4 separate regions of the Mus musculus genome follow, and regions 2, 3 and 4 are each linked to region 1. The links are chromatin contacts, called in public HiChIP or PLAC-seq and promoter capture Hi-C maps. All regions are on one chromosome and are shown on one strand. Each heading gives the region's core, a stretch centred on a gene start, on an enhancer-like site or on the middle of the called end of the contact. The rest is flanking DNA. Distances are from core to core; before and after follow the strand shown. Region 1 holds the start of Zfp59 (zinc finger protein 59). Region 2 holds the start of Dll3 (delta like canonical Notch ligand 3). Region 3 holds the start of 9530053A07Rik (RIKEN cDNA 9530053A07 gene). Region 4 holds the start of Eid2 (EP300 interacting inhibitor of differentiation 2).

What was found. Promoter capture Hi-C pulls out the DNA fragments that hold promoters and counts their contacts. HiChIP or PLAC-seq counts read pairs in DNA pulled down with a chosen protein or histone mark.
Region 2: a contact with region 1 is called in an H3K4me3 HiChIP or PLAC-seq map of embryonic stem cells, with 2.3 times the contacts expected there. The contact joins the promoter of Dll3 here to the promoter of Zfp59 in region 1. A contact is called at or near these places in 6 of 39 promoter capture datasets (the C10 cell line, the HPC-7 cell line, HPC-7-derived erythroid cells and 2 more), 6 of 115 datasets of contacts at active chromatin or transcription factors (bone marrow-derived macrophages, embryonic stem cells and large pre-B cells) and 1 of 9 other capture datasets (macrophages).
Region 3: a contact with region 1 is called in an H3K27ac HiChIP or PLAC-seq map of embryonic stem cells, with 2.4 times the contacts expected there. The contact joins the promoter of 9530053A07Rik here to the promoter of Zfp59 in region 1. A contact is called at or near these places in 1 of 39 promoter capture datasets (HPC-7-derived erythroid cells), 1 of 115 datasets of contacts at active chromatin or transcription factors (embryonic stem cells) and 1 of 9 other capture datasets (embryonic stem cells).
Region 4: a promoter capture Hi-C map of neural stem cells shows a contact between it and region 1. The contact joins the promoter of Eid2 here to the promoter of Zfp59 in region 1. A contact is called at or near these places in 3 of 39 promoter capture datasets (the C10 cell line, embryonic stem cells and neural stem cells), 4 of 115 datasets of contacts at active chromatin or transcription factors (embryonic stem cells and stem cell-derived neural progenitor cells) and 1 of 9 other capture datasets (macrophages).

Annotation. Positions count from the first base shown.
Region 1 is chr7:27,835,246-27,840,675 of GRCm38.p6, reverse strand. Zfp59 (zinc finger protein 59) reads right to left here and starts at 2,092. Exons shown (of 5, transcript NM_011762.3): 1 at 1,967-2,092.
Region 2 is chr7:28,299,923-28,305,466 of GRCm38.p6, reverse strand. It overlaps Dll3 (delta like canonical Notch ligand 3), which reads left to right and starts at 3,682. Exons shown (of 9, transcript NM_007866.2): 1 at 3,682-3,783; 2 at 3,902-4,183; 3 at 5,243-5,300. The coding sequence starts at 3,721.
Region 3 is chr7:28,127,277-28,133,284 of GRCm38.p6, reverse strand. 9530053A07Rik (RIKEN cDNA 9530053A07 gene) reads right to left here and starts at 3,819. Exons shown (of 20, transcript NM_001164655.1): 1 at 3,803-3,819; 2 at 3,407-3,463; 3 at 1,517-1,866. The coding sequence starts at 3,461. It also overlaps the pseudogene Gm21925.
Region 4 is chr7:28,266,597-28,272,612 of GRCm38.p6, reverse strand. Eid2 (EP300 interacting inhibitor of differentiation 2) reads right to left here and starts at 4,732. Exons shown (of 1, transcript NM_198425.2): 1 at 3,445-4,732. The coding sequence starts at 4,658. The coding sequence ends at 3,948.

The DNA of each region.
Region 1 (5,430 bases), core at 843-3,342:
CAGATAGCACCTACTCTCTCACTCTCTCTCTCTCTTCTGCTTGAGACAGCTCTCCAAGAAGTTCTCTCTTGCTGTTCTAGAAAATTTCTCTGGATAACTCATCTCTTGCAGATCAAAACCTTGTCTTTTATTTTACACATCAATCCAGTCATTTACTCCAGGTTCCCTTTGGACTAGCCAATGAATCAGCATCAAGTGGAACCCACCCCCCCAACCCTGCCCCTTAATTCTTAGGAGACTGCAAACACAAACAACCTTCTTTTTAGAGTTGCAAAAGAATTCAGAGATCTGCCTGCCGCAGTTACACAAAAGATAAACTAACAGGGTGGGACCCTGTACGGAAATTACCATTTATACCACTCGTGGGCCTAAATTAAAGAGTCCCCGGCTGACCTTGAGCTCAGGAATCCATCTGCCCTTTAATGCACAAACAAAAACCATAGCGGGGTGGGATCTCCTACAATTGCCACTCCCTAATCCCCGTTACCTCCTCCCTTAGTGGTTTCCTGACAAGTTGGCTCCTACTGTAGCTGCCTTGGCTCTTCCTGAAGCCCCCTCATATAATTCATACCGCATCCTCATTATTTGAGAAATTATTTGTTTTTGAATCCATGTTTTTAGAGTTCTTTCCCACAGCCTTAAGTGCTGTTCTGAAGGTCCCATTTTGTGGAGACATTAGCCACACCTTGACTCATGCTGTCTTTGATTATCACGGAGACATTATCATTAAGAGGGGGGGACTTTCCTTAAAAGAGGGAATGTACATGATTATACAAACCAGCCTTAGGTCCGGAGCAGCCATCCACGCTTGTGGCCCACATCCCCTGGCCCTGTCCCAGCGGCAATAACCAGGTAAGGAACCCAAAATGACCTCACAGAGCAACAACTAAAGCACACCAGGCCCTTAGGATATGGCGGCACTGCGCTAACAGACTTCACCACAGGCATCCTAAGGTTCCTGACAGGCCTGGAGAGCCTGAGGGGACAGAACCAAGACTCCAACGGGATACCACAGATCCACATCCCTATATTTAAACATGGCATTGCTCATCTGCATCTGGCCAACATTACCCATTTTACACACACACACACACACACACACACACACACACACACAAAATACCTAGTCCTCAAGGATGCCAAATTCAGTGCTATTACTTTCCCACTCCCCAAATCCTCCCTGGTGACCAGACCATCTATCGCCTACATTCTTCCCTTGCTTCGAATGAAGGCCTGTAAAGATCAAAGGCCATCTGAGGTGTGACACCATCAAGATACAAATTGATTTAGTTGAGAGCCCTAACGCTACCCTCTAGAAATTCCTAGTTACAACATCTCAGGAAAAGGTAGAGATTGTGGGAGAAGACGCCACGGATCATTGAAACTAAGTGGAAAGGGCAGGGACAATGTAAGGGACACAATGGTGGAGGTATCAATTCGCCTGTTCCTCCTTCCCTCACTTCCATTCCATATTCTAAAACTAAAACCTCATTTTTCAAACAGAAACAGAAAACTCATTCTTGAATCCACATCCCTCTCCAGCCCTCCTTTGGAATGGCCACCTAGGGAAGCCTGAGTAAGCATGAGATCGCAGACCATATCTGAGAGCATGCTCAATGGCTGCAGCTCTGAGAAAGTCAGGGGACTCAACAAGTACCCTCCCTCCAAGACGACACCCCCGTCCTTAAATTATAGCCCTAAGCTCAAGTCTGAGCCTCGGGGAAAGCTTCCCTTCAGACCCCGCACCTGACCTCCCCTTACTGAAGCTTGGTCCTCTGCTTTAGTCCCTGTGTCCCTGAGAGAAAGCAGGAGCAGACAGCGACAAGCACAGAGACACAGATTATGCAGAGAGCTCAAGGTGTGTATACAGTTAGACTCAAAGACACACACACACACACACACACACACCATACAGCCACCCCACCGCCTGTACACACCCCTCCCAGCCCGCTGGCTCCGGTCTTACTCTGGGGAGACATAAACCAAAAGCCTATGCGCTACTTCCGGCGCGGTGGTCCCGGAAAACACAGTTGTCACAAGCAAAGCCCTGGAGAAGCCTGGAGCGTCCCGGAGATCCCGGCGTGCAACTCGGGCCAGCCCATCAGAAAACCGAGTCCAGTGGCTTGTGGGAGTGCCCACGTGGGTGCGCGCTTAAAGGGGAGGCGCCCTCCTTTGAGCAAAAGGTACTTCCGGTTCTCCGCGTAACTGATTTTCTTTCTCCTGTAGAGAAGACGGAGGAGTCTGAATTCCCTGCTTTAGATAGAAAATGTGACTGAGGACCGTATCGCTATGTACCAACAGAACTGTGTCCGTTAGGCAGGCTAGACGAGCCTCTTAATAAAACTAATCGCATTAAAAGTACTGTAAATCGTCTAAACGCCAAAATTTGCCACATTTAGATTTGAAAAGTCAGACCCAGCTATGTGTTAACTACAGAAAATATATTAAAGATAAATACTCTAGCAGATTCAAAGTAACCATCTTCGCATGATCAAAAGAAAACTCAGGTCGATTATAAAATGGAGGTAGATTAATAAAGAGGCCAAGTCATCAAGTGACAGTAAACATGGGCGTGGTAGCAATGGCTTTTATCCCAGCGATGGGGAGGCACAGCCAGCTGCATGTCTGTGAGAAGAGACCACCGAGGACTACCCAGTGAAACCCTGTCTAAGAACTAAAATACACTCAGATTATGGTGGCACATGCCTTTAGTCACCGCCCTAAGGAGGCAGAGGAGGTGTCTGAAAAAAATTAATTAAAAATAAACTCAGAATACACTCCTACTGTCTTGAAAGGACTAAATAAACTAAAATTCAGAGGATACCCCAAATGTCTCAAACAAATAAGTACATAAATACATAAACAAAATTAACTCAGAGTATACTCAAATAGCACACCTTTAAACATGAAGAGGGGGGAAGTCCCGCTAGAACAATAGGGAATGATAGCAAAATCAATCAACACATTCAAATGTTGTCAATTTAAAAAACTGATAGAACAACACCCTCCAAGAGCAACAGAGCATAGCTGATTTGGACAGCATCTCAACTCTGAGTGAAGTCAATAAAAATGGAGACACTTAAGCTCTAATGACACGAGGGGATCTGGAAAGGGAACTGTTCCTGTACGCTCACCTGTGGGAGAAACGCTCATTACCTGAAGATGTTGCTGTGGAAAGCTTTCTCTTTTATCCTTTTTTCTTGGCGGGGCATCTATTACTTCATATATTTTGTATTGCACTTTTAAATATTAAAGACTCCATCTATTTTGAGTTATCCCACGAGCAGATTACTGAGGTAGGCAAGGAGTCTCCAGACAGACCCAAGTGACTGCTTCTGCAAAGCTTGGGTTTTGTTTCACCGGCTTTTGGATCATTTATAAAGATGCTTAGCCTTCTGTCATCCAATGTGTTCCGTCCTCCTTTCTCTCCACAGTGTGATTCTGGTCGGTCTGCTCCATCTTTCCTGTGTCACAGTTCTTTTCTTAGTGCTACCCCTTATCCTTCATGGAAGTAAAATCAGTTAATTGCCCTCTGTTTTCTCCACAGGAGCCATGGGGCGCTGAATACGTAACTAGAGATTAATGTCCACCATAAGTGTTTCCTTAGCTACAGTCACTTGAATTCTTCCTGGGGTGCTGCAGGCCACATCCCCAGTCTCAGCTCTCAGCTCTTTCTGCCTCTGTCTCCTGCTCTGTGTGTGCATAGCTTCTCCCTCCTCCTCCTCACACAAAGATGCATCTGTGTTTCTTTTCAAGTTTTCTCCTCTCCTGCTTCTGAAGGTGACTGTAGGCATGTGTTGAGAAATCCCTGCATTCCCTTCCCCCTTCCTGATGGACCCTCACTTCACACCCATCCTCTTCTCTTCCACATCTATCCTGTGAGTGAGCCGCCCCTCTCCACAATGAGCACTGATTTCCATACTCTATCATGTTCTTATGTGGGGTTTTGGTTGTTGCTGCTTAGGTTTTGCTTTTGGTTGATTGGGCTTGGTTTTTGTTTTGTTTTGCTTTTTGTTTGTTTGGGTTTTTTTTTTTTTTTTGACACAAGGTTTACTCTGTGTGGCCTTGGCCGTCCTAAAACTTTCCCTGTAGATCAAGCTGGCCTTGAACTCAGATCTGCCTGCCTCTGCCTCCCAAGTGCTAGAATTAAGGTGTGCACCACCATCTGGCTGAATGTTAGGTTTAGAATAATGTCACACCCCCATAGACTCATGTGAAGTGGCATTATTGGGGGTATGTCCTGAGCAGAGTATTTGTGGCTTTGAGGGAGGAAGTGTGTCACATGGGGGTGAACTTGGAAGTTTCAGGAGCTCAAGCAAGACCCTGTGTTTCTCTATCTTCCTGATGTCTTAGGTCCAGATATACAACTTTCAACTACCTCTGCAGTGCCTTGACTGTCTGCACACTGCCATGATTGCCCCCATAATGATGATGGACTAAACCTCCTACCTGTAAGCCAGCCTCGGTTAAATATTTTTCATTATAAGACTTGCTGTGGTCATGGTGTCTCTTCACAGCAGTATAAAACCCTAAGTAAGAGAGATCTCAGTCTAATTGAGTGCACCTATAGTAATCAATGAACCTGGGCAGCTGCCTTTCGTTCCCATCTATGCCGAAATCTCTTTAAATCCCATGAGGCTCTGGGTGGCCTGTGACAATGCCACTTACTGAGGGAGAGCTTGTTCATTCCCTTCTTCATCTTCTTTTCTTCTAGTTATCATGTGAGTGTAGTGTGCCTGTCTACATGTGTGTGGGAAGTGGTGTACATGCAGATGCATACAAGTGAATAAGGCTTTATGACCTATAGGACAGAAACTAAAATACCAAAACAACACAAAATGAAGCAAAAGGTCCACACAAATACCACTGAGTTTATTTTGTGTTAGCCAATTATTTCTGGGCATGTGGCCTGTCCTCGGGTATGGTGGATATACCCAGTGAGGCTGCATTGGAGAAAACTGTATTCTCTGCAAGTTCTTCCTTATACGCAATGAAAGAACAACCTATTTAGCTGGATATGGAAGAACCTGCAATCCCAGCATCCCAGAGCTGGAAAGAGTGAGGCAAGAGAGCCAGGAGTTCAAGATCAGCCTGAGCTACAGGATGAGACCTGTCTTGCAAAGCAAGCAAGCAAGCAAGCAAGCAAGCAAGCAAGCAAGCAAGCAAGCAACATAGAAAGTTAGAAAGAGGAAAAAGAAAAGTGGGGCTGCAGACTGGATCAGCATTTGAGAGTGAGCACTGCTCTTATATAGGACCCCAGTTTGGTTCCTAGCACTCATACTGAAAGGCTCTCAACTGCCTGTCACTTCATCTCCTGGAGATCCAGTGTCATCTTTTGGAATCTGTAAGCACCCACACTCATGGAGGCATTTCCTCACTGAGGCTCCTTTCTCTGTGAGCACTCTAGCTTGTGTTACATTGGCACACAAA
Region 2 (5,544 bases), core at 2,433-4,932, 460 kb before region 1:
GCCACACCTCATAGAAGCCAGAAATACGATTGCTTTGTCTTTTTGGAGACATGGTCTCGCTGCGTAGAGCTTGCTAACCGTGATCTCAAGAGGTCCACCTGCCTCTGCTTCCAAGCGCTGGAACTAAAGGCGTGCACCACCACGCCCGGCTCACTAATAGGGTTTTTTAATTAATTTATTTTTCTTTATATTTATTGGTGTTTTGCCTGTATGTATTTCTTTGTGAGGGTGTGGGATCCCCTAGACCTGGAGTTACAGTTTTGAGCCACTATGTGGGTGCTAGAATTGAACTCAGGTCCTCTGGAATAGCAATCAGTGCTGTTGACCTGAGCCATCTCTCCAGCCCCAATGATAGTCCATTCGTTTTTATAATGTGTATATATGTGCTTTGTCAATGCACCGTGTGCTTATTCTAGAACTCATGGAGGCCAGAAGAGGGCTTGGAATCCCCCAAGGTTGTGAGGGAGCTGCTATGAGGGTGCTGGAAATTGAACCTATGTCCTCTGCAAGTGCAGCCAGTGTTCTTAACTGCTGAGCCATCTCTCCAGCCCACCCAAAATAGTTCACAAATTGATAGGCTCTTGTGTAGTAGCCACGCAAACTTTTGGCAAGCTACTGCAAGGTACTTAAGACTTAAGGTCTTAAGGCAAAGCAGTGGTGGCGCACGCCTTTGATCCCAGCACTTGGGAGGCAGAGGCAGGTGAATTTCTGAGTTCGAGGCCAGCCTGGTCTACAGAGTGAGTTCCAGGACAGCCAGGGTCACACAGAGAAACCCTGTCTCAATCAAAAAAAAAAAAAAAAAAAAGACTTAAGGCCTTAGTTTCTTCCTGTCTGAGGTAGGGTGGAGCATCTGACCCAAGCCCCTGCTCCAGCCAGCATCTAGTATTAGCCTGCGTAAAACCAAAAATTAATGCTTTTTTGGCAGTTTGAAGACATGGGTCAGATGAGACTGCATTCTAGGTTGTTTAAAGTGCCTTTGGTGGTACCATGGGGGGAAGGGTTGGTGTGCCACAGGGCTGTAATTTCAGCTTTTAAGACACAGGAGAACTGTCAAGTTTGAAGCAAAACTGGTTATGTAGCAAGACACTATACAAAGAGTTACAAGTAAAACCAAAACTCAGCCCAGAGTACTAGGCAATACAGAGGGGTGCTCCCAGCAGCCAAAGCTCTCAGCCCAGAGTACTAGGCAATACAGAGGGGTGCTCCCAGCAGATTTTGAGGACTCCCTTCTCTTTTTTCCTTCTTCCAGGACAGGTTTCACTGTATAACTTGCTGCCTGGAATTCTTTCAGTAGACCAGGTTGGACTCCAACTCACAGAGAACTGCCTGCCTCTTCTCCCTTCAGTGCTGGGATTAAAAGAACAACAGTGGACCAAAGCTTGCTGTAGGGATAGGATCCTGGGTGGAATGGGTTGTGGGTGGAGGGAACGTGGTTTTTGGAGTTGGGGTCCCTCAGAGCCCTCTGAGGGAGGGGCCCTCATGTCTGAGATGATCTTGCTATGTAGCTCAAATTGGCTTTGCACTTAATTGGCCCTCCTGCCTCAGCCTCTTGAGTACTGTGGTTATAAACATGTACCCCTACAGTCTTCTAGAATGGATTTGAAATGTGACTTAAGTCTGCTACCTCAGCCCTGTCTCGTGTCACTCCCACTGGAGGAGAGAATTGAACATAGGTGCAGGAGCCCTGAGACAGTGCTCATATGATGAGGCGGGAAGCATTTAACCCCAAATGCCCTGTTCTCCAGGGCTCTCTGTGTGGAGTCGTTTGTGTGTATAGTCATGTCCCCTCCTCACACCCCAAGACAGTAGTGAACAAGGCTGCTAGGAAGCAGTGTCCTACTGTTCCCTCAGGGGAGATGTAAGGCAGGCAGTTGTGGGGGGATAGAGATAAAAAATGGGGGCAGAGAAAAGGGGAACACATAAGACTATAATTCTAGCTATTCGGGAAACAGGCAGGCAGGAGTGTGGAGGGTTTTGGGCTGGCCACTCTGTCTCAGACTAGGCAAGGGCTGGGGTGGTAGCTCAGCCGGAGTGCTAACCTAACAGGCATAAGGAGTGTTCACAGGAAAGAGAACTGAGGAGAGAAGCAGTGGTTTGGGGCCTTAGAGGTGTTTGTTTGTTTTATATTTTTATATGTCTGGGGGCAGAGTAGGCATGGGCATCCGGTAAGAGAAGAGTGGTGGGGGTAGTTCCTGGCCATGTGGATCCACGGGTGAAAACAGGCTTGGCAGAAAGTGCCCTGCCTAAGTCATCTCACCAGCTGGAAGATGCTGTTTTAGACCGGATGGAATGATCTGGAGCGCCTCTTTGGAAGGTGTGTGCCAGCAGAGTCTACAGTGAGAGGAAAAGCTCCTGGGATGGCTGGTCGGGCAGGCATGATCGTCCCAGGGCCTCAGCCTTTGCTGTTCACAATGTGTTTGCTCCAGGATCCTCCTCACACCCCAGGCCTTAGCAGGGGCTCTGTTTCTGTGCGTAACAAAGTCCTAAACAGCTAAGACTTTCAGAAATCCCTTAAAGTCTGCTTTATTTGTGATTCAGAGCTCTGGAAATACCACCTTGCCTCGTGGTGAAGCAAAACCAGGTGTGGTAGGGTTTTGTGGTATTTTCCTGTATTGGTTTTGAGAAAGGCTTTATGTCGTCTAGGCTGGCTTCTTTCTCTTGTTTGTCCTGCTTCTGCACTGCTGGGATTACAGGTCTGCCATGCCCACCCACGCCTCTTTTTCGACTAAACATTTAGTGGGACTATAGCCGTCTCCCCTCTACAAGACAAATGTGGATATAGGAGCAACTTATATTTTCCCTAAAATTACTAGCTCTGAGTATTAACTTAGTATTTACTGGGGGTGGGGAGTGGGTTTCCTCTGTTTCTGCAGCCTTGCTCACCGTCTGACTTCAGCACACTAGCCTGGGCACCTGCACCTAAATTGTTTTACTTGCCTGGATCCTGCGAAATCCCACCTCCTCGCCCCCCGGGGTGGGATGAGCAGCTCCATTCATCTGGGGTGGAGAGTGGGGCCCTGGTGCCCGAAGACTGAAGACTAATTTCCTGTCCGTTTGCCTCTCACACCTTCCTGAGCCCAAATGGGAGGCCCAGCTGCGGCCCAAGGGGGAGGGGCACGGCCGCCCGGCAGATGGCGACATTTACATACAGCTGGGAGGCCCCTCCAAGACCAGGATCCTAGCCTGGCGTCTGGTGGCGATACTGGCTTCGCGGAGGGGGGGCTTTGTTTTAAGAAGGGGAAACACACATGCATACACACGAGAGGTCTTCCACAAACACACAGGGGTCCACACAAAGAACTCAGGATTCTTCCTCACCGCCTCCTCTGTGGGGCTCCGAAACACAACCTCACACACAGCCGGCTGGAGACGCATTCACTGCACTCATGGGTTCATAGGGTCCTCCACAGCGGACAGGAGCTCACATAAGTACATACATGATAGAGAGGAATGCACCTGTATTTCCGTTCTCCCACTTCAGTACGCACAGTATCTTAGAAATTAACCCCTGCCGCTTTCAGATTGGCGCATGCAATCACACTCAGGATGAACCTCACCAAGTCGCCCACATAGAGTTACTGTATCCCTTTCCCTGGGACCCCTCTCGGCCGGTAGCTAAAAGACTGGCCTGAAGGGGCGGAGCGTCCCCTCAAATATAAGACTCCGGCATCCAGCAGCTGCGACTCCTGAGACTATTTCCCCATCCTGTCCCCCAAAGCAATGGTCTCTCTGCAGGTGTCTCCGCTTTCCCAGACGCTGATCCTGGCTTTTCTTCTTCCTCAGGTCAGATACAGAAAGGAAAGGAACAGATGGGGTTGGGCCGAGACCTGGAGGTCTTAGAGACTTTCATGGGGCACACAGATACCTAGGTCCCTTAACCTTGTGGCCCTCTCTGTCCCAGGCACTGCCAGCTGGTGTCTTCGAGCTACAAATTCATTCTTTCGGGCCAGGCCCAGGCCTCGGGACCCCACGCTCCCCCTGCAACGCCCGAGGCCCTTGCCGCCTCTTCTTCAGGGTCTGCCTGAAGCCCGGAGTCTCCCAGGAGGCCACCGAGTCCCTGTGCGCCCTGGGCGCAGCACTGAGCACGAGCGTCCCGGTCTATACGGAGCACCCCGGAGAGTCAGCGGCTGCCCTGCCGCTGCCTGATGGCCTCGTACGTGTGCCCTTCCGCGATGCTTGGCCGGTGAGTCCAACCTCCACCTCTTTCTGTCCCCCCCCAGCTCCCGACACCATCCCGTGCCCCAGAGCCTTTACTACCCCCTCCTCTCCGAAACCCACATTCCCAGACCCCCTCCGCTATTCTCTTCAGGGATGTCTTAAAACTGGGCTTCTCATCTTTTTGTGGTTGTGTGTGTGTGTGTGTGTGTGTGTGTGTGTGTGTGTGTGTGTGTGTGTGTTATACTCACGAATACGCTTTACAGCGATATGTGGACAATTTCAGTTCTGCCCTTTATTTACCATGTGGGACCCAGGGGGTTGGACTAAGGTTTTCAGTAAGTGTTTTTTACCCAGTGAATCCTCTTCTCATCCTGTTTTGTTGTTATTGTTTGTATTTTGTTTTGTATTTTTAGAGACAAGCCTGGCTGTCTCTGAGTTCACTATGTAGCTAAATCTGGTCGTGAGTTCCTGATCCTCCTGTCTTCACTCACTCCCATCTCCCAAGTGCTGGAGTTATGGGGTGCAATAGCAAGTCGAGTTGGGGTCTTTGTCTTTATTCTAGATCTCTTCTTTGGACCTGGGGCTCCTCTCAAGCACTTTCTTGAGGTCACCTAATCTCTCATGTTTCCAGCCTTAGTTCTTTTGGTTGGGACATCAGGTCACTTACTGAATCCTGGTCCCCATCCCTGTACCCTGCACATCTCAAAAAGAATCAGGGCCCGTATTTGAAATGTAGACATTGTTGGGAACTTTTTCCATATTTTATTTCCTCACCTGTAGATGGGAACACCTTAGTATGTCCTTTTGGACAGGGTCTTGCTAGATACCCCAAACTAACCTCATATTTGAAACCCTCCTATCTCAGCCTCCTGAGCGCTGGGATTACAGGTATGTGCAAACACACTTGGCACAATGGCGTATCCAGAATGAGACCAAAATGCTCCTGGCTCCCGGGGCAGCTCCTTCTGGGAATGCTCCGTAGCTCAGTCCCAGAGCTGGCTTCCAGACTCCGTGCTGTGTTCTGGAGGTCAGTGAGCTTCCCTGACCACCGGCTTCCTCTCTTCGTTCTTCTCTGTCCAACCAGGGCACCTTCTCCCTCGTCATTGAAACCTGGAGAGAGCAGCTGGGAGAGCATGCTGGAGGTGGGTGTCTCACGGGTAGGAAGGGGCAGTGTTGAGTTCAGGACTGATAATGGGCTGCCTCTAAAGTGGAGCATTCCTGCTGGGCTTGTGATGTCATCATAGCTCCTAGGATGTGGTGCTGGGCTAGTGGTTTTGGATCTGTGGGCAATCTGGGTATAAATATAATTCAAAATTCCTAATGGTAGCAATGTAAAGACCATGTCCTGAGAGAGGTTGAGCATCTCTGACCCCAAAATGAGACAAA
Region 3 (6,008 bases), core at 2,570-5,069, 290 kb before region 1:
GGTGTACACTCAGAAGCTTTGTGACTGACACAGAGTTGTTTTTTTTTTTTTTTTTTTTTTTTCGAGACAGGGTTTCTCTGTGTAGCCCTGGCTGTCCTGGAACTCACTCTGTAGACCAGGCTGGCCTCAAACTCAGAAATCCGCCTGCCTCTGCCTCCCAGGTGCTGGGATTAAAGGTGCGCACCACCACTGCCTGGCTGACACAGAGTTTTAACTACCCTCGAGCAACAAGAACTAGTCCTGCTGTGTCCCGTTATGAGAGTACTCAGGAAGTCCTACAGCCATTACAGTGCACTCTGGCTGACCACTCAACTCAGTTTCCTGTATGGACCAGAATGTCCAGTTTCACGGTCCACAACAGTGACTCACGTTGTGAACTCAATGCTCAAGTGAGTTTGACCAGAGAGGCAGAAAATGCAAGTAAAATAACACGGAAGTGAAGTGTACCTAGGAAGAGGGTGACTCCGCCCCCGCCCCCTGCCCTGAACACCACCATATTGCTGACCCTGCAGAAAGGGATGATGGGATTCCAGATGGAGCCTGTTGGGGGTTCTTCTAAAGAAAGAGCACCATTTCCTCACTTAAAACAGCAATGCTTTGTGTAACAGGAGGTGCTCAAGGAAATCCAAACCACAGTTCCAAAAGTTTGATCACCTGACTGGTCACTTTATAGTACTCCCATGCTGACAGTAGAGTGCCACTAAGTTCAGGACATACGCTGCTAATGGATGGATATGAACATACTCACAGTGCCCACAGAGGCCAGAAGAGGGCATCAGCTCCCCCAGAACTGGACTTGCAGGTGTCTGTGACCCACCTGACAATGGGGGCTGGGCATTGAACTCCAGCCATTTTGAAGAACAGTGAGTTCTGTTAACTGCCAAGCCATCTCTCTAAGCCCTCTTCTTTGATCCTGCCGAGCCTCTAATTTTCATTTCTCTCCTCAAAACACTCTCTATGCTTCTATAGACCAATAAACATCTATATAACAGGGAGGTTGGGGGTGTGTGAAACTACTCATACGCAACAGCAAGCCTCACAGGACTGGTTACCACGTTGAGATCACCCCCAGATGTGAACTACTGTGGTCAAGGCACACATTTTGGGCCAAAGTAATCACTTTGAGGGAAAAAGATTGATCCCCTCAAGAAATGACAGTGATACCATCTTTTCCAGAGCCCTTGTAGAACCAGAGCTGAATAGCATTCATTCAAACCTTAAGCATGGCTAACAGCGCTCTCTGCTGTGCACAGCTCAAGCACCTGCTTTGTTTCCTGCTCCTTTTAGGCCACAACATCCTTGTCATTACTTTCAAGAGAGATTTCAGGGTTACTTCCCAAAGTAGTCATGTTGAGTGACTCTCTTTCCAATGCTCACTGCCACCACCACCCATCCCTTCAGTTGGCTTATTTGGATGGTGGTGAAAGGGGATGGTTTGGGGTCTAACACCAAGGCTATAGCTCCTTTTGCTTTTTTGGCTTGGTTAACCTTAAACTCACAGCCTTGGGGAACTCACCTTCGCAAGGCCAACTTCTCCATAGATCAGGGACACGGTGTGGTTGTAGGCATGCACAGTGACTAAGCGCACGTAGGAGACTTTGTTGGAGCTCCGGTGCTCATTCTTGGCGTCTACTTTAAAGGCCAGCAGGGAGTCCTTGCTGCTGCGCAGCTCAGCCATGGTGTAGGTGCAGGTGCCCATCATGTCATAGCGATGGCCATCGAAGGTGGTATAGTGGGGATCACCCTGGGCACGGCAGACAGCTGTGGACTCTGCCAAACACTTAGCCTTCCCACTCACCATCTGGCAGCGCTGCCCAGGTGCACACTGAATGCCTTGGCAGGATGCCTCTGCTGGGGTGAGCAGAGCTGTGGAGGGAAGAGAGTTGGAGTTAGAAATGTACCTGAGACAGACACCTGCGGCCTCCTACAGTGTGGACTATGCACTGTTGGCTCAAGAACACCCCTTGTACAGGCATGGAAACTGAGGTTTGCAGGCTCACAGAGAAAGCTCCTCTCCCAGGGTTTCTGCTTCCACAGTTCAACACAGCTTGGTCCAGAGCAATGTCAAGTAGTGAAGAAGGACCAGGAGCAACTGATGAAACATTAAACTGTTTATAGTTTGATATCCCACCAGGCTAGAAGTTGCCAGAGGATAGGAAATGAAAGATGGAGTCTTTAGCAAAATGGAGACAACTGTCGTAGAGGTGACCTTAGTAGAAGTCCTAGCTCAAGCGTCCACCACTGGGCCATTGGAGAGATTATGTTCAGTGCTCTGGCTACGGTGTCCTGTGATATGGGTCTGACAATCACAGTTTCTCCACAGACATTTGAGGGAGACATTGGCATATTTTAACAAGTTAAAGCATAGATTGCTTATAACTGAGCCTATATAATTAATTGCTGTTCCCAGGCTGTGAATTCTGCAGGAAGGCCGTGAGGAATTCTTCCCCACCAGTATTCCTGGGGTCTTCTGTGGCCTCCCGGGTCAACCCTGAAGAAAACGCAGTTGTGGGTCCAGCTACCTAGTTCCTCCCCGTTACAAACCCAGCCCCTGGGCCTTCCTGAGCACCAGTTGAAGTAATTCTCCCTATGCTTCCATGTCCTTCCTAACGTATGCAGCATCCACCTCCGAGCCTTCCTGGCTTTGGCTGCCCCAAAGCCTGAGCACCTTGTACAGGGCTCTTGAACTCAGACACTGCAGGGTCAGACGAGGGACAGAACGGTGTGAGACAGTCCAGGTGGTGACTGTAGATGCCAAAGCAGCATACTCACCTCGAGTAAGGTGCCACTGTTTTTGTTTTTGTTTTTTTTTTTTTTTTTTTTTTGCTGACTGCACTTATGGTTTAGTAACTAAGTATCCCTGGCTGATCTAGAACTCACTCTGTAGATTAGACTGGCCTCAAATGCACAGAGATCCACCTTCCTCTGCCTCCTGGATGCTGGGATAAAACAGCAGCTTGCACCACCATGCCTGGCTGTGGTGATTTATTTTTGATGCTACATTTTCTACTTTTCTGATGAAACTGGTTGGTTAGCCGACTCTTTACATGAAGTCTGAGACCCCACACCCCCTTTAAAGTCCTGTGAGAGCATACACTCTGACCGGATTCAGTTGCTGGTATGATTCCTGTTTTAATAGATCTTGGTGCAAGATGATGAAGGGAAGTTGAGGATCATGGAAGTTTAGACAGAATCACGTAACAATCGAAGCAGGTAGACTCTCAACACTCCAAACATGGAGTGGGGGCTCCCACCTCATTTCTTGCATGTTCTCACTTCCACTGCAGCCTGGGAGGGGCTGGGACAGGGTTTATGAAAGGTTTACAAATGAAAGATGCCGACCCAGGCAGGTCAGTTTCCCATGGTCCAAGGCCCCAGGACGTGGATGAGGTTCAATCTGACTTACCCCATAGGAGGGTTGCTCCAGCCCAGAGTGCCCAACAGCTCCACAGGGATCCCATATCTGCAGCAGGGAGAGATGGAGGCTCAGATAAGGCTGTCCTACTGTCCTGTTGGAGACTGTCATGGAGATCACAAAAGGGGGCAGACCCAGCATAGTGGGTACTTGGAGGCAAGGAAGGCTGGGGTAGGGACAGAAGTTGGGTGGATAGGACCAGGTGTGAGCAGGCTGTGGGGAGCTGTCCAGTGTAGCAGGGAGTGAGCTAGAGGTTTTGAATCCAGGGAAATGGGTGGGAGAACTGGATATTCAGATGCCTTGAGGGGAAAGATAGGAGGTCTAGAAAGAAAGGCAAGAGAGGACAGTATCCATCCTACTTCCGTAGAGAGCCCCATCTCTTCTCACCTGCAGGTCCCGGAGCTGCGGGAACAGGCTGGGGACTGAGCTATATAGTCCCGTTTCTTGTTCCCTCGGGCCACACCATTGGCCATCTTCCAGGCAGATGGTGCCAGCTTCCTGGAGGAGGCTGCTGATATCAGGCCAGAGGGAATAGTGAGTCCTGAAGTCTTGTGAAGGGCAAAGGATAAGTCTACAGCCTGTGTTCTGAGATGACTGTGAGATCAGATGGTGGCTGCACCCCAGGAGCTATGGAAAACTCTGGTCTTGAAAGAGTGCTGTCTTTAGAGGGACAGCTGGAGAGTAGTGTGCCAGTGGACTGGGTTCCCTGAGCAAGGTAATGGGGATCGGAGGGTGATGTAGCATTGGTTATGTTTGTTGGCTTCCTGGCCAGATTCCGATCTTTAGTCCTTACTTATAACAATATCTAAAGGTCCATATCCGGGTTCTGGCTCCTTACAGTCCCCATGGGCTGATCCCTGGTCCGAAGCCACCCACATCTTGTTTCTAAATACCAGTGAGTATAGTTTTCTAGGGATGTATAGTCTGAGGCCCTGGCTTTGAGTCTTGTGTAGGGCATGATGTTCCAATCTCAGAAAATTATTTGGTTTGGTATTTGAGATATCCCCTAACCCATCTCTCTCCATGAAGAAGGGACTGGCTAATCTTGGGGTGAATATATGCCTTCCTCTCACCTAATCGAGAATTTTCTTAAGATATGATATGGAACATCAGGGTGCAGAAAAAGTAGCAGAGGGAATTTGAGCTTTCTGGGATATAGTCAGTGACTCCCAAAAGGCCAGTACAAACCATGACATTATTGGTTGAATCTGAAATGTCTTCCCAGGCTATTGTATTTTAACATGTGGTTGTCAGTAACCAGTAACTTTGTGAAGTTGTGGAATAGGAGGTTTCGGACATAAGGCCTCATAAATAGAAGCAAGCTACTAGGGTCAAGCCTCGCAGGTTATACATGTCCCTGCTTCTGTCCTGCTCTGATTCTTGCTTGCTTGAGGTGACCAGCCACCCATGCTCCTGCTTTGGAGGGAGTCACTCCAGCCATGATGCCCCATGATAGACTGTACTCCCTCAAACCATGAGCCAAAAGAATTTCTTCTCTCATTACTTCTCTCAGGTGTTTTATCACAACAAAGATAAATGTTACAGATACAGAAAATTGGTCCAGAGAAGATCAGGTTTTAGTGTAATTAAACCTGACCATGTGGTTCTTGTGCTTGTGGAAGGATTTTGGGGGTGGTAGCTGAGCATATAGGGCTAATGTGATGGAAAAATTTGAAGTTGGCCAAAATGCCAATAGAAATGTGGACAATAGAGACTTGGGACAATAGAGACAATTGGGAATTGGGGTAAAGGCTATTTATGCTCCATTCTGGTAAAGACCCTTGCTACATGCTGCCCAAGAAAAATCGAGTTGAGGTTGAATCTCAAAGTAATGGAGTGATTTGGTAGAGGAATTATCACCGGCTGCTTCTAGCCAGGTATAAAAGGAGAGCAGACGGAGAAAGTGGGGCAGCGAAGTGGAGTACTGTGTAGTTTGGGAACCCAAGAGCATTTAAAACTACAGACAAGGTGAGTGATAACAGATGCAATTGTCCAAAATACCAGTACAACTGAAGAAAACCTTCACACAATGGGGAAGGTGCCTCAAGGAAGACACTCCTCCCACCGACGTTTTCAGGGTATGACGTGAATGGAAAGAATCTTCTTTAAAAAGAGACATGTGCAGAGGAAGGGGTGTCTTGCTCAAAAAATGACCCCTCAGGGGAATGTTTCTCTGTTCAGAGGCACAGGAACTAAGAAGCCACTGTAGCTGTGGTCCAAATGAATTCAGCTGCACCCTGAGTTGGCAGCGGACCTTGGCATCTTGCGCATTAGCGCTGGCTCTGCAGGTGTGCATGGGGACTGAACAGTGAGGTGATTACTAAGGCTTGCACCACCAGAAGAAAGGCTCTATCAGGCTCTATGTAGCAGAGACAGCGTCCATGTGGGGTAGTCCTCATAAGTCAATGCCTGAGGTAGTGGAGCTGAACCCCAAGTTGCAATGGACACTTAGGATGATGGTGGTGGTGCCAGGAGCATTGTATGTATGTCAAGGAAGGCTTCCAGCAGTGACTGGAGACAGTGCTGCAAATGGCAACGCCACGGGGGTCTGACCAAGCCCATAAGAACCAGGGTGGAGCCAATGATGCAATCA
Region 4 (6,016 bases), core at 3,483-5,982, 430 kb before region 1:
ACAGGCATGAGGTCTCACTACTTGGTCTATAAAGTCTTTAAAAAACATGAAAACAGCCAGGCAGTGGTGGTGGCACACACCTTTAAGCCCAGCATGCAGGAGGCAGGGCCAGGCAGATCTGAGTTCTGGGCTTGGTCTACAGAGCAAGTTCCAGGACAGCCAGGACTACACAGAGAGATCTTGTCTTGAAAAAACAAAACAAAAAATAAGTAAAAAATAACGTGCAAACAGATCATTTGAACAGAAAGACCTCTGTAACTTTTTATTCACCATTTATTTTATTTTATCGAGTTTCTCTGAGTAGCCTTGGCTATAGAACAATAGGTCAGGCCTGCCTCTTCTGGGATTAAAGGCAAGGCAAGCACCAACACCACCTAGCTGGAAGAGTTCCATATCTTACCGATGTGGTAGCTCACACCTGTAACCCCAGCCTTTGGAAGATAAGACACGTGAATCCTTAATTTCAGGCTGGCATGGATTAAAAGTGAGATTCTGTCTTGAACCAAATATGACAAAACACAGCTCAAAGGAAAGACTGAGGGGCTGGAGAGATGGCCAGAGGCGGAGGGCGCTTGTTGCTCTTGTAAAGGCCTGAGTTTGGCTTCCAGCATCTCAAAGGTTGCACATAATTCCAGTTCCAAAGCATCCAACGCCCCCTTCTGGCTTTCTGAGGCACTGCATGCACAAAGTGAACATAGATATAAATGGGGGCAACAGCTCAGACACATTAAAGATAAACACTTTAAAATAAAAAGTATCTGATTATAAAATGAAAGGTATATAAAAAGCAGTATCTTAAAGGCAGCAGTTATTCCTAGGTTATATATAAATGTGATTCTAATGAACTAGCAATAACACAGGTGTGGTGGTCACACTTACTCCCAGCACTTGGGAGGCATGGGCAGGCCATCTCTGAATTTGAGGCCAGCCTGGTCTACAGAGGCAGATCCAGGACAGCCAGGGCTACACAGAGAAACCCTGTCTCATCCCCGCCCCCAAGTAAAAATGAGCATAAATAACCAGAAACACTATTACTTCTTTGAATAAATCCCAAGTGGTTCACGATAAAAAAATGAAATCTCCAGAGAAACCCTGTCTTGAAAAACCAAACCAAACCAAACCAAACCAAACCAAATCAAACCAACCAAAACAAAAAACAAACAAACAAACAAAACACAAAACACAAAAAACAAAAACAAACTCAAAACCAAACCCACCAACCAACCAAAAATCCAAAAAAAGAGTAACCTCTCTCATACACACTAATAAAACTTTGGAATTCAAAATTTCGCACAATTTAGGGAAAACAGGAAAAACAAAAACCCCTAACCTTAGTTGACACAAGCCTGGTGGCCTGGTTTGATCTGCTCAACTCACATCGAGAATAAAAATAAAATCTTTCAGAAAAGCCACTTAAATAACTAGAAAAAAATATATTTGTAACTCATATCACAAACTATTGTTATACCTAATGTCACTAATAATAGTAAGCTACTACAGCCATTAAGGGAATTATTAAGGGGAGAAATGGGTAAAAAATGTGGACATTCACCAGGGTGATGGTGGCGCACGCCTTTAATCCCAGCACTTGGGAGGCAGAGGCAGGCAGATTTCTGAGTTCGAGGTCAACCTGGTCTACAGAGTGAGTTCCAGGACAGCCAGAGCTCCACAGAGAAACCCTGTCTCGAAAAAACCAAAACCAAAACAACAACTACAACAAAAATCTGGACAGTCATGAGAGAGGAAAAGGAACTAGATTTTTGTGGTGTGTGTTGGGGGTGGGATCAGACCCAAGAGACTTGTACATTCTAGGCAGGGGCTCTACCACTGAGCCATGCCCCAACCCCTCACTGGGGGATTCTAGGCAGGGGCTCTACCACTGAGCCATGCCCCAACCCCTTACTGGGGGATTCTAGGCAGGGGCTCTACCACTGAGCCACGCCCCCAGCCCCTCACTGGGGGGGTCTAGCCACGCCCCCAGCCCCTCATTGGGGGATTCTAGGCAGGGGCTCTACCACTGAGCCACGCCCCCAGCCCCTCACTGGGGGATTCTAGGCAAGTGTGCTATCATTGACCCACCTTTTGTTTCTTTTTTTTTTCGAGACAGGGTTTCATCGTGTAGCCCTGGCTGTCCTGGAACTCACTTTGTAGACCAGCCTGGCTTTGAACTCAGAAATCTGCCTCTGCCTCCCAAGTGCTGAGATTAAAGGCATTCACCACCACACCGGCTTCACCTTTTCCTTTTTTTTTTTTTTTTTTTTAAGATTTGTTTATTGTATGTAAGTACACTATAGTTGTCTTCAGACACTCCAGAAGAGGGTGCCAGATCTCATTACGGATGGTTGTGAGCCACCATGTGGTTGCTGGGATTTGAACTCAGGACCTCTGGAAGAGCAGTCAGTGCTCTTAACCGCTGAGCCATCTCTCCATCCCCCCACCTTTTCATTCTAAAGTGAAAAGATAACTTACAATAAAAACCTTACAACCGCTATATCTTTTTTTTCTACCGTCAGTCTGGTAAGCACTGTGCATCTGATGGTTGAGCATATTGGCTAGGGAGTCAGAAAACATCCAATTATCGATCACTGGTGGGAGCACCAAGGGGCCAATTAGCTGCATCTGTAAAGTTACAAAGGCAAGCCTTTGGCCCAGGACTGTCACCTCTAGACATCAGGCTACAGAGATTATCAAGAACAAAAAGCCTAAGAAGCTAGTGAGACGAACCGTCAATTTTATGGAAACTTAAAAGACAAACAAAACAAAACAAAACCAGGCGTGGTGGCGCACGCCTTTAATCCCAGCTCTCAGGAGGCAGAGGCAGGCGGATTTCTGAGTTCGAGGCCAGCCTGGTCTACAAAGTGAGTTCCGGGACAGCCAGGGCTATAAAGAGAAACCCTGTCTCGAAAAAACCAAAAAACCCCAAAAAGTAGTAGGTATATAACACCATCAAGTATAAGACTTATTCCACCTTGGGATGGTAGACATGAAAAATGTGTTCAGAACGGAAGCAGTATGTGCCTGCCCACGGGCCCGTTGGTGTGCGCAGGCGCCAACCTACCAGAGGTGGCGCCATACTGCCAGGAGAAACCGATGGGAAAAAGCCCACCGTCCACCAGTATATTCCTGGTTCATAACAGCATAACCACAAAATATAGCCCTAAGGAGTAAATATACTGGTCGGGAAGGTTCTTCACGGTATCTTCATAAGAAATCACAATATCCAAACCAAAATCTGTCAACTCTGCTGAGAAATAAAATGTGTATAAAAAAGGAAACAAGGACGGAAACTGCCTTCAGAGGCTGCATGAGGCATGGGGACAAGGAGAGAAGGACAGAAGACTCTCAATCCTTCATAGTCTTGGGACTTAGGAATAGATTAATTACAAAGCAATGACGGAAAAAAAAAACTTTTGAAAAATGGAAAATAAAATCCCAGAAAATTGGTATGTTTGGAAACACGATTTATCACATACTATATACAATATTTATGTTGTTCGCCATTCACAATGTCTGAGACACAAAATCCCTCTTACACTATACACGCTTGTTGACGCTGACGTGAAGACTTTGCCTGCTCTGACAAGGTCAAGTTCTCCACAGAAACCTCGTCCTAAAACCAGCTTTCTCTTCGAGTCTTCTTCGTCGTGGGCTCTACTACTGGCAATTTTAAGTCTTTACAGTTTTACAAAACCGTCCTTTACTTATTAACGAAGCCACGAGGATGGACCTTTTCCATAACACAAGAAATTTCAACTGATCATAAACTCAAGAAACGGTAGGAGTCTACGATGCTTTCCCTCCCCACCCCCAATTTTCTGACGCTTTTCCTCCCTCTGAGGAAGCGCTGCCTCTCAAGATCCGTTTGATTTCTTAAAACCAAGTTGCAGGATGGGGTTTCACTTGGATGCGGAGGTCTTGGTGCCGTGCCCTCCCCGCAGTCCGACTCTTCACTCTCTGTGGATGAACTTATCGCAACCCAGTTCTTCTATTAGAGGATTGATCACCTCTGATGCAGTCAGGGCTATGGTAAACGTTAAAATGTCAAAATCCACCCTCTGGGGGTTACGCAGGTACTCTATGTCGAAGGCTGCCTCCCTGGCTCGGCAGGCCTCCACGAAGCGCCGCCGGCGCTCCTCCAGCTCCTGGATCCGGCCGGGGGCGATCGGGTAGTTCTCCAGGTAGTGGCGCAGGAACTGCTGGTAATTGATGCCCAAGACGCTGAGGGGGTGGCGGAAGCGCATGTACGGCATCGCCGCCAGGCCGCCCGCCCTGGACCGGGGCCTGCCCTCCGGAGCCTCCTCCTCCAGCGGATCGCCCAGCAGCCGGGCCACCTCTGCCATCCGGGCTTCCCTGGACGCCGCCGCCGCCGCCGGGCCTTCGCGGGCCGCTGCGCCGCCCCGGGGCGCCGCCCCAGGGCCTCCTCGGGCCGCCGCCGCCCTGCCTTCCCGGGCTGCAGCCACCCGGCCTCCCCTGGCAGCCGCCGCCGGGGCTGCGGGGCCTTCCCGGGCCGCCGCCATTGGGCGTCCCCGGGTCTCCCCAGGTCGCGCCGGACCCGGGAGCGCACGCCGCCCGCCGCCTACCTCGGCCTGCGGGAGCCGGCGGTCGCGGCTCGCTGCTCCCGTCTGCGGGGCGCTGCTGACTGCGGGCAGCTGCGACATGTCGGACCGCGGGGTCAGCACCGCTGCTCGCTGAGACCCGGGAAGAACGGGGCCGTGAGGCGCGGGGCGTGCACGCGAGGGCGCGTCCACGAGCGCAATGCGCACGGGTAGGGGGTCGCGTGTCTCGCCGTCTGCGCAGGCGTAGCTCCAACGGCGAAGCCGAGGAGCAGTGCGCACGCGTGTCCTCCGGGCATTTGCTGGCGAGCCTTGAGATTGCTACCTAGCAGTCAGAAGAGCGGTTGCATCCTTTCTGTTGAAGGGGGGGGGTCTCTTTCACATTTCTACCAATCGGTTTAAGTTTCTAAATTTAATTTTAGTTTTAAAATTAGTCTTTAAAGTTTTCTTGCCGGGCGTGGTGGCGCGCGCCTTTAATCCCAGCACTAGGGAGGCAGAGGCAGGCAGATTTCTGAGTTCAAGGCCAGCCTGGACTACAGAGTGAGTTCCAGGACAGCCAGGACTATACAGAGAAACCCTGTCTCGAAAAAACCAAAAAAAAAAAAAAAAAAAACCAAAAAAAAAAACAAAAACAAAAAAAAGTTTTCTTTATTTGTATGTATTTTATTTTATGGGCATGATGGTTTGCTTCCATGTTTATATGTGTACCACATAATACAATGCCAACAGAAGCCAGAAGAGGGCGCTGGATCCTCTGGAACTGGAGTTACGGAAACCCTGCTGGGTGCTGTGATTAAACCTTTACCAGAGTAGCCAGTGCTCTTAACCTTGCAGCCAGGTCTCTGGTCTCTTGGTTGTGTTTTTGAAACAGTTTCACGAAGCTCAGACTGCTAAGGATGGCCTTGAACTCCTGATCTTCCTGCCTCTGCTTCTTGAGTCTAGGATGATAGGCATGTCTCACTATGCCTCGATAGTTAACTAACCTAGTACAGGTTATTATTAACTATACTAACCTATTAACTCTACTATGATTTATCAATTAAAGGCAAAACATAAATAGATAGACTTACAACTGAACCATAAAGGCCAACAAGATGGCTCAGTGGGTAAAGTCACTTTCCCCAAAATCTGATGACTACTTGTGTTCAATCCCAGAAACCCACATGGTGGAAGGAAAAAAATGACACCCAAAAGTTGTTCTCTGAAGTCTTCGTGCGTGCGAACATGTTGAGAAAAGAACGGGACAGTAAGGGAGAGCAGGCGTGTCCTGTGAGTCGGCTGCTCACAGGGCACTCGAGACCTTTGGTGACTGCTCAACATTTTGATGTATACTAGCAGCCACGTCCTTCCCGTCACTTATGTCATTTAGTCAATTATCTGCTTTCCTTTGTGGATTCTTTTAAATATCACTCTTTCCCCAAGTCAGACCCCGAGTTGTGAACACAACTTTTGGAAAGCGAAGC